Linked DNA regions of Anas platyrhynchos: region 1 is linked to region 2. The links are chromatin contacts, called in public Hi-C maps. All regions are on one chromosome and are shown on one strand. Each heading gives the region's core, a stretch centred on a gene start, on an enhancer-like site or on the middle of the called end of the contact. The rest is flanking DNA. Distances are from core to core; before and after follow the strand shown.

Region 1 (6,261 bases), core at 2,399-4,898, 86 kb before region 2:
CACGCAAACCCAGCCACACACCGAACGCACGGGTGTTATATCGCTAATAAATCTCTGCTCAATGACAGCAGATTTGGGCTCATCACCTTGCCTCAACCATCAGGAATGCAAACAGTAAACAACAACCAAGCCCATGCCAGCTATCAAACTGAAATCTCTCAGGGTCCAGGTGAATCATACTGTTCTCTTCACACAGATGTGGTACAACAAACCCGTGGTGCATGGTAAGGGCTCCCAGGTGCAGGGTAAAACTGCTAATAAATCATCCATGCGCTGAAGCAATTGTCAATGACAGGCTTAACTGAGGAGTGAGGCGATGCCCTATGGTGCTGTTTTCCTCTGCAGCGCAGCATCTTCTAGAAACAACAGCTGAGCAATTCCAAAATTTCAGGGAATGTTCTCGGTGTGAATGGGTGGCATTTGCCTAAGTTAGGTGACATTGGGCAAAGAATGATTTTTCACTGAAGTAACCACTTAGTCTGTCACATCAGCGCATCAGGGCAACCTCACGATTATATCCGAGAGATTTTCTATAGGTATGCATGGACGAGCTCCTCCTCCATTTCCTGGGCTTTGGATCCTTTCTCACCACTGGGCAATACTTGCACACATGAACATCAGCATGCATCTGTACAAACCTCTGTTTTTGTTTTTTTTTTTTTTCTTTTCCTGAAAATAGAAAAAAAATCTTCTGTTAACAGGGACAGAACTGACTTTACTAACCTCCTCTCAAAGCCTTACTGAATTAATTTGAGCAGGACTCCTGATGTTTTTGCATGAGGATCTTCACTGCCAGAAATCACCAGAGCTTAATTTCCTTTCTCTCTGGCCTGTAGGTCTGGGTCTGATCAGACTCCACAGATGTGTTGTGTTTTTCTTCATGCACTAAGCTGGTATCCAAGAAGATCAGACTTAATTTATTTTAATCTGCAGTCCTTGATGCCCTCTAGAGTGAAGAGCTCCAGTCTGGTGAGTTCACCTCATGAACCAGGGGAGAAGACCAGCAGGAGACCCGAAGTGTGCTGAAGAAGACGGATAAATAAAGCTCATCTTATGTTGAGAGAACTTCTCTTTTTGTACATCAGCAACCCAAACATCTTCCCCTTTGAAAGTATCAACAGTAAATTCAGGTAGTTCTTAGGAGAAGGCGATTTTCAAAGCTGTTGGTCTTTTATGTAATATTTATGCCATATTCATTCATGACTAGAAGTTTCACTTAATAAACGCTGGAGAGTGAGTAGCCTTTAAGGCCCAACAGGACCATTGTGCTAACAAAACCCACAAAATTTCCACATATAGTTTCTATAACTGGCTTGAAATGAACTGGCTTGCTGAACTAGTGCCCATTTGCTGGTAAAAAATGTAGTTTTAAACAGCCAAATAACACTTCAGTAAATCCTAACTCTACTGAAATTACTTCAGTGCCTTCCTCTCTGTTTAAAAATAAAAGCATGCCTCAACTGCTCTAAGTTAGCAAATATTTTTAGCCATTTGTGATCAGCTGTATTCTAGTAAAACAACTTTTTCCCATGTTGATAACAGGTATGATTAGCCTGATAAAATGCAAATTCTTATACAATGAGTAGATCCTCCAATTTGTGCTTTCAAAGGAGTCATAATGTTGTAGGTAGATATCATTCAAAATATCTTACACTGAAATCTGGTAACTGCTTAAATATAACAACAACAACAACAACAACAATAATAATAAAGCAGACATTTCAGCTCATCATTCAGCCATTCAGGAAAATAATAATAAAGTTGTATATCATTGTTTTCAAACTTAGGATAATTTATAACATTAATAAAAAGTTGGAATTATTATTTGCAACCAAATCTTTGCTGAACGTGTCAGTGCTGACTAGGAAATGATATCCTGAAAGTAATTCAGCTGGGGACAGGGCACAGCTTTCTGGCTGATGAGAAGCTCTTTCATAGTCTTGTCTTTGGTAAGTTGTAATTACGAACTGCTGTTTAAAAAGAAAATAAAAGTAAGGCATGAAATCAGAGTAGGAAAGCCTGTCTTTCACCTGCAAACAATTCCTAGAGAAAGGTAAATTTTTGAGATTTTTATAATGATGTATTGCTTTGTGTGGATCCAAAGGTCAAAGAGTTACTTAAGAAGATAAAGAAAAAAATTCTGGCAGCTAAAAACCAACATGGACTTAGGTACTAGTAAAGGGAAAGTGATGCCTGGAAATTGTCTAATAAAGAACATGGAAAATCTTGGAAGAGTGGGATACACCTGTGAAATACGACATTTCAATGTGCATGGCCTCAATTACAGGACACGTGAGTGAAACTTCTCTTGAAGACCTTTTCTTTGTGCTTCAGGTCTTTGGACAGAGCCAGACCTGAGAACTCTCAATATAAATTACCGGCAATGGAGAAAACAAGTGAAGTCAAATTTTAAGCACAGCCAGGGAGCTCTGGCACCTCTGGAGCAGGGCAGACAGAGAGACCAAGGTGCAGCGGCTTCTGCAGGGAGTGGTGTTCCCCAGCTCCATGTGCCCATGCTTAGCTCAGGACCAGGTGGCCAAGGGGGACACGCTGCCCCGTGGGTGACGGCAGCCCCCTCTCCTGAGCACGGGTCACCTGCTGCTCCACACAGGAAATTACTTCTTGTCCCTGTGCAGAGACAGGAAAGCTGTCAGTAATTCTCCTGTGTGTTTTGAGAATTTTTGATAGATCATTTATTTATTTATTGCTTTATTTTACTTTTATATGCTGTATTTACTTGGGCAGCAATCCAACTCTAGAATATTTCCTCTTTATGGGTTTGAGAAATAAGGTACAGAGCCAGAAATCCAAATTTCCAGAGATGTTCCAATTTGTAAACCAATTTAATTTAAGCCCAAATACTCAAATGTATTTAAATGTCGCTTGCATTTATACACAAAGTATGGCAGAGCAGAGAACCAGGAAACTAATAATTTAATCAACTTCCTCAAACAAATAAGAATGCAATTAATTATTTAATATTATTAACAGGCCCAAATCACTTATGCTCCCACAGCTCTGGGATGCAGCACTGCCACTAGCCAGTAGCTGACTGCTCTGAACCAGATTCTTCCTCCCAAATCCAGCTGACTTCCCAGAGCAGTTTGTTTGCCCATGGGTGCTATAAGCAGTAGCGAATTCAAGCTGAGACCAGTGAGTCTGTCTGGTTCTTCTGCTAGATTAAACCACCCCTGAATCATCGCCGTTTACAGACTGGCAAAGGAAGATCAGTGCTCAGTTACGTGAGTTCAGCAGATGAGTCAATGCTTTAAGATACCTGTAGATGGACCTAGAAGAGGCAACGGATCTTAGCTGAAGAAGAAAACCTCCTTCATGAGAAAAGGGCTCAGTCATTCAATGAAAAGGGAAAATACTGCCCTTAAAGTTCTGCATTTCTGCACCCCCTGTAAGTGACAGAAACTCAGTTCTGCCAAACGAATTGAAAACGGAGAGGCAGAGCCTCCAGCCCTGTGCCACCTCTGGTAGAAAAGCACGTAGCTGTATTGTTGTCATCCAGAGAAGGATCCGGAGGAGGAAACGAATAATCTGCTGAGACGGGAGTGGATAACGGAGATGCATTTGGAGCTGATGTAAATCCTGTTGGGTGACGTTCTGGTGAGTCACTGCAGTGGGTGGAAGTGATTCCACATAATAGCGGTATCATCTGCCTTCTCCCATTGCACTGACACACGCCGCACACACAGGCACTGTGCAGCAACCAGTGACTCAGACGCTGTGTACCAACCTGAAATGGCTGAGACCTCACAATATTTACAGTTGCATTTCACACTTTTGTGTAAAAAGCGGTGTGCAGTGGGCACGGCTGGCCTGGACTGTTCTTCCTTTCGCCCCTTGGGACTGACTGCATCGTACCTAAGGGTGAAAACTTCCAGGGAGTCTCAGGGAGAAGATGCTGTAGGCCAAAGAGAGTTTAGGCAGAGTGAAAGAGGAAATGAGCAACTAAACAGGCCCTTTCCTAATTAGAGTTTTAAAAGAATGAGATTAAATGCAGGGTAATTGTACTCAGGTAGGTTTTCATTTCCATTTAAAAATATCTCAGCAGAAGCACTGGAGCTAAAAGGAAGACATACAACAGGAGACGATTTAGTTAAGTTGTGCTAAAGCTTAGCAATAGTCAAAAGTGCTTATTGAACGGGGATAATCTCTCTTGTTGTTTTAAGGAGCCTCTTGCGTGGGCTCCTCTCCACGGGCTGCAGCTCCAGCCCGGGGCCTGCTCCTGCAGGGGCTCTCCATGGGCCGCAGCCTCCTCCAGGCCACATCCACCTGCTCCACCGGGGGCTCCTCCACCCATGGGGGGGCTGCAGCGTGGAGATCTGCTCCATGTGGGACCCCTGGGCTGCAGGGGGACAGCCTGCTGCACCAGGGGCCTCTCCACAGGCCGCAGGGGAACTGCTGCTGCCTGCCTGGAGCACCTCGTGCCCTCCTGCTGCACCCACCTGGGGGCTGCAGGGCTGCTTCTCACTCCTCTCTCTCCCAGCTTCTGTTGAGCAGCAGATTTTTTCTCCATTTCTTAAATCTGCTCTCCCAGAGGCACAAACAACATCGCTTATTGTCTCGGCTCTGGCCAGCAGCAGGTCCCTTCGGAGCCAGCTGAAACTGGCCCTTATCTAAAAAGGGGCAGCTGCTGGGTTCTTCTCACAGAGGCCACCCCTGCAGCTCCCTGCTACCAAAACCTTGCCACATAAACCCAAATACATTCCCCCACTTATACAGCTCTCCTAGTGTAGCACACAGCCAGTGGAGTGTATGCCTACCTCCTTATTAATTACAAGTAGATTTTACTGTGCTGTTGCTTTAGGCTGTTATAGCATCTAGCCTATAACAAAACAAATGAATTACCTATAAGCAATAAAAACGTAGCAGCACATGCTTAATCTTATAGTATATTCAGGTAGGAGAATGCATGCAAAGGAAAAAGTTTAAGCTATATTAATTAAGATTTAGGTATTAAGGCCATAAAACTCCAGATTCACTCTGACTAGAATGCCTTTAGTGATAAATTCCCAGCCAGGATGCTATTCAGTTCCATGAAATACTGACTTCATAACCATGTTTGAAGATTTACCTTCTTAATTAGGGACAAAGGGTAGTCTTGGAACAGAGCACAGAGTAAACAGATTTTATGGGGAGGAGCTGTGCAAGGACTTGGCTAGGGGGAATAAATCCACCGCCATGCAGTGCTGCCTGTGGTCTGATGTCTCCAGCGTCACCACGGCTGGTACCCAGGTATCTGCAGGTGCCAGTGGCTGGTTTATGCCCTGCTAGTGACAAATTCAATGTCCCTCTCCTCTGTGACTGCCACCACAAATGCCCTGTGTGAGCAATTTGAAGCCCCCCTCTGCGTTATCCTGGCTGCACCTGTGGAGACTTTATCTACTGCACTCAGGCTCTTTGGATGATTGATGTTTAAACAGCCTCACATGAAGCATGGTGTACAGCTGACAAATTCAGCTCCAGAAAATAATTTCATGTCATTGTCTTCAGTTTATTTTGACAGGTCTGGGACACCCAAAGAGGCCAGAGGAAGATTATCTACCATCTTCCAAAGGGAGATCTCAGCTTGCCTGCTGCTACATGGCATTATCTTGCAGGATTTGCATCCACTGTTGGTTCTGATGCCCTTCAAACACTGCACTGAAGGGAATGGCTCTGCAAACAACCAGCAGCTCTCAGAGTTACAAAGTAATATGTCCTAACATGCAGGAAAGTGTTGAACATGTTTTCCCCAATGGCAAATACGTCTAGCATATAGGGAGTACTCTCTCTATATAGAATCATAGAATCATTTAGTTTAAAAAAGACCCTTAATATTATCAAGTCCAACCATCTCCTAACACTTCCAAGTTTATCACTAAACCATGTCCCTAAGTGCCACATCCACACATCTTGTAAATACCTGAACGGATGGTGACTCAACCACATTCCTCGGCAGCCCATTTCAATGCCTAACCACCCTTTCCATGAAGAAATGAATCCTGATATCTAATCTAAGCTTCCCTTGGTGCAACTTGAGGCCGTTTCTTTGTGTCCTTGATATCTAGCACCCCTCTTTCAGAAAACCCTGTTTCCATTGTCATCCAACTGTACAACTTGCTGTGCTCAGTTTTTTCAATCCACTTGCTGTGCTTGAATGCTATCGGACCAAGCTCATGCAGCACCAGGTGATGCCACCTTCCAAATGCAGACAAAGGTACAAAACCATATTTCCTAAATCAAGGAAACTTTAAAATATTTAAATTC
Region 2 (7,318 bases), core at 1,669-4,168:
AAAGTAGAGGGGAAGGAGTTTTGGATTATGGTGAAGTATTAAACACACTATATAAATAAAATGTATAAATTAAAAGGTGTTAAAAGGGATCGAGGAACTGATCCCATTGATTTTATGCAGTTCCAAAGTTGTGTGGGTTTTTTGGTAGAATATGAGATATGTATTTCTTAGACCTGCCATAATTTTTCCTGAGAGCTCTTACTTTGGCTTTCTGCAGCAGCACAGATGGCTCTTTGTTTCCTCCATCAGACAGCCAGGCTGCACAGAGCCACTCGAGGAATACAGCAGCCTTCTCTGAGCTCAGCCTCTCATGCTGCCTTCCAGCTTTCCCCAAAATATCCGTAAGAAAGTTAACAAGAGCTAAATTATGAACTCCGCAATTAAAGGCACCAAAGGTAGATCAGCAAAGGTACTGGGTGTTGCAGTGGTGAGCACAGCACTGTTAACCCCGTGTGCTTTGCTGCTGAGCCCATGACACACACAAGCTCCCCACAGCAGCACGCAGCCAGGACTGCCACTCAGCGCCAGAATCCCCAGGCACAGCAGAGCGGGGACACTTAGGAAGCAGTAAGAGTTAAAGGCAGATGAAAGGTCCAGGACTTGGCACTTCCCACACTGGGCCCCTTTTGGCTCCAGATCCTCATCATTGAATTAATATTTAGACACCTAAGCCTGGCTTTCCTGGTTGTGAAAAGCCAGAAGTAACGTAGTTCCTATCTGAGAAGAAACCATGTCTGAATGATAAAGCTTCTCCTCCCTGTGTAAGGAGGTGATCTGTTCTTCCAAATCTGTTTGGGGCTCTTCCACCAGATTTGGGTTTATTTCACCAGACTTGGAACCTGGTCTGTCAGTCCCAACCTCTGCACTAGCCATAGGCAATGGGTTTCCATTAGAAAATGCTCTTATTTTTTCCTACTGCAGTTGCAGTTGAAGAGGAATGAATGAGCGCCATTTATTTACTGGTTCAATAAAATAAATAAATAAATAAATAAAAATCATGACTAACAGTATTTATAAAGTCAAAGAGTGTGCAAGAAAAGCAGAGCCCCAGCAACACAATGGGCAGGCCCTTGAATTTAAGCCTTTTATAGGTGGGGTGAGTGGAAACACTGGTGTGTATGAGCACATCTTTCTCTCCAAACTCTGTGGCTGTTTTTTGGGGTGCTGAGAGGCTATGAGAGGAGGGGAAAACAGTGCCAGTTGCAGCAGGGAGACTGCACGCATGGCACCAACCTAGTGTCGTGAGCATCTGCTACGTGCCGTGCACCAACAGTGTCACAGTGAGCACACCTGGGTTGTACAGCCTGCTTGTGTAGAAGATTTTAGTGATATTTAAATAGTGGATGCATGTATCTCCATTGGCAAGACTGCATATAAAAAATAAATGCTCCATATGGCTAAATAGGTAAGATGAAGGAATCACTGGTTGACACAAGATGGATCCTTGCTTAAAGATGGTCAGGCAAGTTTAATTACAACAGCCCCAGTTGCCCTGGAAATATCTAAGGCAAAGCAGATCAGTATTACTGATTCAATTTGAGGTTTTCTCCAACATTCAGGGAAATTCACAAATTTCGCATTTGAAAGCTTCTAGCCTAGACCTAAACTCTAAGGGTGAGCAAACCTAGCTGGGAAAATGCATACAGATGCATGTGCACATTTTGATACCTAAAATAATAAGCATGGTATTATGAAGGTCTGCAGCACTGCTGTGCTGCGCACTTCATCTGTAGCACACCTCATGAAGAAATACCCTCGGTGATACAAAAGTTCAGCAGTCTGGGAAGGGTCCGTGCTGATGCTGGGGATCCCCAGACACCTGGGCAATGATGCCCCGCTTGTGCAAACAGGTGAGTTGCAGAACAGTCACACGTTACCACCTTCACAGCAGCGCCACCGACCTGGCAAACCGAAGGTTTACCAGCAGTGTCCTGCCGTTGCGCAAGAAATGTTCTGCACGTGCATGTTCATGGTTATTCACTGGGGCTGTTGCTGTAATTAAGCACGTACATCATTCCTTAAATCTTCCCACCTGGCTTAGGGCAGCATTGTGATTGAGGGTGTACCTCCAGCTGTACCTCAGACATAGCCAGTGTCAGTCCCAGCGTTTGGGCCACTTGGGAACAGTGCAGCTTGGGGTCTGCATCTCAGCCTCCTGCTGATGCCTGGAGTGGAAAGAATCACAGAATGGTTTGGGTTCGAAGGGACCTTAAAGATCATCTGATTCCATCCCCCTGCCATGGGCAGGGACACCTCCCACCAGCCCAGGCTGCCCAAAGCCCCATCCAGCCTGGCCTTGAGCACCTCCAGGGATGGGGCATCCACAGCTTCTCTGGGCAGCCTGTGCCAGGGCCTCACCACCCTCTAGGTGGAGAATTTCCTCATAAACTCTAATGTAAATCTCCCTTCTTTTAGTTCAAAATGGAGATACCTGCTTGTTAGAGACAGGCACGTGAAGTGCTGCCGTGGAAGGGGGCTTTATGTACACAGGGCTCTGGTTGTACAGCGTGAAAGAGCGGATGGCTCAGCGCCTCGTAACGTGCATTCCTGCAGCAGAAATGTGCGGTTTTGATAAATACTTCACAAAACAATGTATTGAGGCGTATCTCCCCCTTCTGGAAGCCGCCTCTGCGAGCCCCAGAGGCTGCAACACACCCGTTACCCATCGAGGTGCTGCCACTCGTAACGCTACCGGGCATACATTATAGCCTGTATAACTCAGCGTACAGCCCGTATACCGCTACCACCAAGAAAAGAAGCGTTATTTTACACACAAACCAACATTTTATTGTGTCAAATCGACCGGGCTCAGCCGGGCGGGTGGTTAAAGCCTTCAGGTGGCGGTGCCCGGCAGGGTTTGGTGCCACCCCCCCCCCTACTCCCCCTGCAGCCCTCGGGTGCCCGGAGCGGGGCTTGAGGGGGGCGGGAGCCCCCCGGCCCCTTGCCAATGGCTGCCGGGGGCCGGCGCTGCCTTGGCCGCTCCCGCCCGGTTCCCGGCCTCCCCGGGGAGGGAGCTGGGGCTGGGAGCCGTGAAAAGCTCCATTTATCCCCTGCCCGCCTCCCTCTCGCCATGCTCCGCGCCCCGCTGCTGCTCCTGGCGCTGCTGCTGGGCTCGGGTCCCCCCCCCGGCGGCTCCGAGCCCCCCCGGGGCAAGCAGAAGGCGCTGAGGCAGCGGGAGGTGGCGGCCGAGACGGTGAGGGGGGCAAAATGGCGGGGCCGGGGGCCTGAGGGGGCGAGGGGCGGGGGGGCGCTGAGGGAAGGAGAGCGGCTGGGTCGGGCCGGGGGAGCCCTTCGTGGGGGCTTTTTGTGGAGGGGAGGCTAAGGGGGGCTTTCTGTGGAGAGGCTGAGGATAAGGGGGGCTGCCCCGCAGGAATAAAGGGTGCGCGGTGAGCTGGGAAAGGGGCGAGCTCTGTGGAGCCGTGTAATGGCAGCGGTGGTCGCCGAGAGGAGAGGCTGCAGAGTGAGTGGTGGGCGACAGGAGCTGGCAGAAGGCGAAGAGCTGCCCTTCTGCAGCCACCGGGTACCGGGAAACCTGTGTCTGGACGTGTACTCATCCCGCTTTCTCTGGAGCCTCTTGCGTGCCTCTGTGATCCCTCTGCAACCAGAAAGCCGAGTGTGTGCTGGGACTCTCCCGTCTCGGGTATAGAGAGAAAGGAGAGAGACTTTACAGTGCCTGGAATGCAAAAAGCAGATGTGAAGCGATTTCCGTGAGCCGCTGGGCTGCCGTTCGCCTCCTGGAGAAAACCCACAACTTCACGTTTCTTCCAGATCACCTCACGTTTCTCCAGCAAGACCCCAAGGGCGACGTGCCGAAACACCACCAGGAGTAAAGCTGCTTCCCTTGCACGCCGTCACCCCTTCATTTTCTTGCGTGAAGAACGAGGAATGTGCACACGTGGAGGAGCTCGGGGTCTGTGCCTGAGCGGCTTTAGGGCCGCTCATTTGGGGCATTTCTCTTGCTTCCAGCTTTCGGGCACAGCAGACAGAGCAGCACAGCACGGGTGGGAGCTTCAGCACCAGCTCCACGCCGAGCGCCTCAGGAGCAGGATGAAGGCAGGAGTGAGATGGGAGCTGCTGCTCCTGCGGGCGTTTTCTTTTTAATAGATGCTTTATGCACTCAGGAAAGCATGAGCAATACTCGATTTGGCAAGCGCAGGCGGATCTGGTTGGACTGGAGACCAAAGCCGAGGCAATTCCTTTTGCTCACATCATATATTTTTTTTTTCCTCAAGATGCTCTCGCTGTGAAGATTGACGGCTCCATCCCGGCCTCTGAGCCGGGCCTGCCCCCTCGTGGGAGAACGGCAGCAAGAGCAGCAAGCCCAGGCTGTATGAAACGGGAATGCCTTTGCCTAATCCTCGTGATCCTTAGGCTGACACGTACTTTGCCCAGCCATCTGCCTTTTTGTTGAATGCCACCTTCATGATTCAGTCATCGTGCTGCTCCACTGCTGTTCGCAAGCACTGCGTCCTTTGGTGACAGCACTGAGGAAATCCCAGTGCTCGTTACTCTAGGGCTCATCTTTCTCCTTACTTCAGCCCCTCCTGTACCTTCTGATTGTATACACGGAGTGACTGCAGCCAAGCCTGTGATGTCATTCATGCACAGTCCATGCATTTCACCAAAGCACAGAAAAAAAATCAGTAAACTGTAGAAGAGCAAAGCTCCCCAAGAGGCAAAGGAGAAGGGATGGGGAGCATGAGTTTCCTGTGGGGCTGACAGCTTGCAGGAGGGGCACAGTGCTATGACCTACTCCTTCTCTAGGGGGCTAAAAGGGGCTGAACAGGCATCAGTACTATATGGGGCAGAGCCGACCAGGGAGGGAAAGCTGCCCCGTGCTGCGTTAACAGCCTGCCCAAGCAGGGTGAAGCCAAATCTCTAAAGGTATGAAGGCAACGTGTGCTAGTATGCAGCCTGGGACAGCAGCATTTGCCTTTTCCAATATCATAATGTTGAGGGATTGTGAGCATGCCACCATTTCGTGCATGTGCTTCCACTGCTGTGCATGGGAAGCTGGAGATCAGGTTTTGGCAGCGTGCAGCTGCCCAAACCCATGCCATCACCAACGTGCTTCTTGTTGCATGTGGTGCGGAGCAGAGCAACGACTAGCAGGGCTCTTACAACTCAGCTGATTTTTTTCGTTTCTGCATTTGAATGTTTTCAACCTTCTGATGTTTTTCTATCAGGGTTTTTAATCCTTCGACTAGGATGATTTCTATTTTTAAGTTTGATTATCATTTCATAAAATAATTGGAGTCTTAATTTACAGCAAATTCTGCTGACATTGCTTATCTTTTTAAATTTCATTTTTTCTGCCTTTTCATCTCCTGGAACCATTTTCTTGATGATCCAGAAATAACCCATTAGCTTGTCACAAGGTATTTTGAATTTTCGTTGTTGTTTGATTAACTTGGTTATGCTCTGAGTTAATGGATGGTGTCAGCAAGCTCTGCTCTGTCTTTCAGTACAATGGCATGTGCTTACAAGGCCCCAGCGGTGTTCCTGGACGGGATGGAAACCCAGGAACCAACGGGATCCCTGGGACACCGGGAATCCCAGGACGGGATGGACTGAAGGGAGAAAAGGGAGAGTGCATGCGAGAGAGCGTCGAGGAGTCCTGGACACCCAACTTCAAGCAGTGTTCGTGGAGCGCACTTAATTATGGCATAGATCTTGGGAAAATAGCAGTAAGTTAACATTACTTTGCCAACTCAGGCAGTACCACAGCAGTTTTAAAGTCTGACATTATGAGCAACGTAGCACAAATAGTACAGGTTTCCTGTTGGAGCCTTTTTCGACACGTAAGGGCGAACTTCCCAGAGGTTATTTCAGATCTATCTCAACTGTGTTTATCAGCAGTGTGCCTGGTTGTTAATTTCCATAATAACATTTCAGAACGATGGAGCTGGTATAAGTAGTTTTTAGCTATTACTCCAAAAGAGGATCAACATTGTTCAGGAGCAGACTTAAGCATGGTCCAGATGAACCCAAATGTTCTGTCCACCACAGCAGACCCAAAGTACAAAACCTTCAAAAACAATGGTGCAAGGGTAGAAGGTCACCAACTTAACAGCAAGTTTGTCTAAATAAAGTTAAGAATTTCCATAATACCCCTTCTCCATTATCAGCTATAAGGTGCTCTTTCTGATTTGCATCATACACTATTGGCATTTTTTTTTCCTAAAAGGAAGGGAATAAAAGCATTGTCCAAAAAATACTGAAGGCAATTCTAGCGAGTAGGTTCAAAATCAGTTTGCTACCGAAGCTTTTTTGTCCCTCTTAGGAATGTACGTTTACGAAGATGCGCTCAAACAGCGCGCTGCGAGTTCTCTTCAGCGGATCGCTTCGGCTAAAATGCAAAAATGCCTGCTGTCAGCGCTGGTATTTCACTTTCAATGGAGCGGAATGTGCTGGGCCACTTCCTATTGAAGCCATAATATATTTAGATCAAGGAAGTCCAGAACTGAATTCTACTATTAATATACACCGAACTTCTTCAGGTATGTATGCCAAGACTGCACCAACAGCAATGGGTTACAGGTCAGTAGCAAATTTAGTTAATAAATGCATCTTAGTTAATAAACAAATTAAATGCATCTCAGTTAAAATAAATGCATCTTAGGAAGAGGGGCCTAGAATGAAGTTGATACCTTCTGCTGGTTGATACTTACACTGAGAATTATTTATAAAACCAAAAGAGTTGCATTAATTTTTCAGGGTTTAACAGCATTGCACCAGAGGTTTAAGCTGTATTTTGCTCTCAGTTTAGAGCAGAGCTAGAGTATCACGAAGCCACCAGCCCAGCTTTTTGCAAGAGGCACTTTTTCTTCCCTGTAGTATTTCATGACTGCATGAAATCTCACATCTGTGGCTATGATTGATTTTCCTCCCCCCAGGGGTAGAACACACTTGTTTTCATTAACCCACCTCCAATTAGCAGTGCTTGGGAAAAAAGAAAGGTGATAAAAGGGAACTTTTGCAGTGCTGCTCCAGGTACAGCTATGGGCCTGCCCCACTGACTCTGTCACTGCAAAAATGGTGGCTGGATGGGATTGAAGCCATATCGCTGCTGCCAGTTTGTAAATCTGGACATGTAAAGAAGCAGATAGACTCCTATTTTGCATCCAGAGAATTGCTTTCCCCCAGCTTCATGTATTGTAACAGACATTGATGAGAACCATGGATAAAGGTAGCACACAGCTCTGAAACCTGAATTGCCAACTCTCTAAGTAATACCCAGGTTTTATTTCTAAAAACGCTATTTAGATTTAACTAAATAGCATGAACTTGCAATGAACTGTCATTCTTAAGCACTTGT

Evidence for each region. Hi-C and Micro-C count contacts between places; a contact is called where the count stands out from the background.
Region 1: a contact with region 2 is called in a Hi-C map of liver, with 2.2 times the contacts expected there. The contact joins the enhancer-like site here to the promoter of CTHRC1 in region 2. A contact is called at or near these places in 3 of 8 Hi-C or Micro-C datasets (F1 follicle, liver and subcutaneous adipose tissue).

The regions. Positions count from the first base shown.
Region 1 is chr2:21,139,383-21,145,643 of IASCAAS_PekinDuck_T2T, reverse strand. No RefSeq gene overlaps it. Among named protein-coding and RNA genes, the nearest start is that of BAALC, 9.6 kb to the right of the region's middle. Within about 2 kb of position 3,648, at least 4 of the 8 cell types and tissues checked have an H3K27ac peak or open chromatin away from gene starts, as enhancers often do.
Region 2 is chr2:21,051,522-21,058,839 of IASCAAS_PekinDuck_T2T, reverse strand. It overlaps CTHRC1 (collagen triple helix repeat containing 1), which reads left to right and starts at 2,918. Exons shown (of 4, transcript XM_027452567.3): 1 at 2,918-3,193; 2 at 5,466-5,687; 3 at 6,284-6,500. The coding sequence starts at 2,948.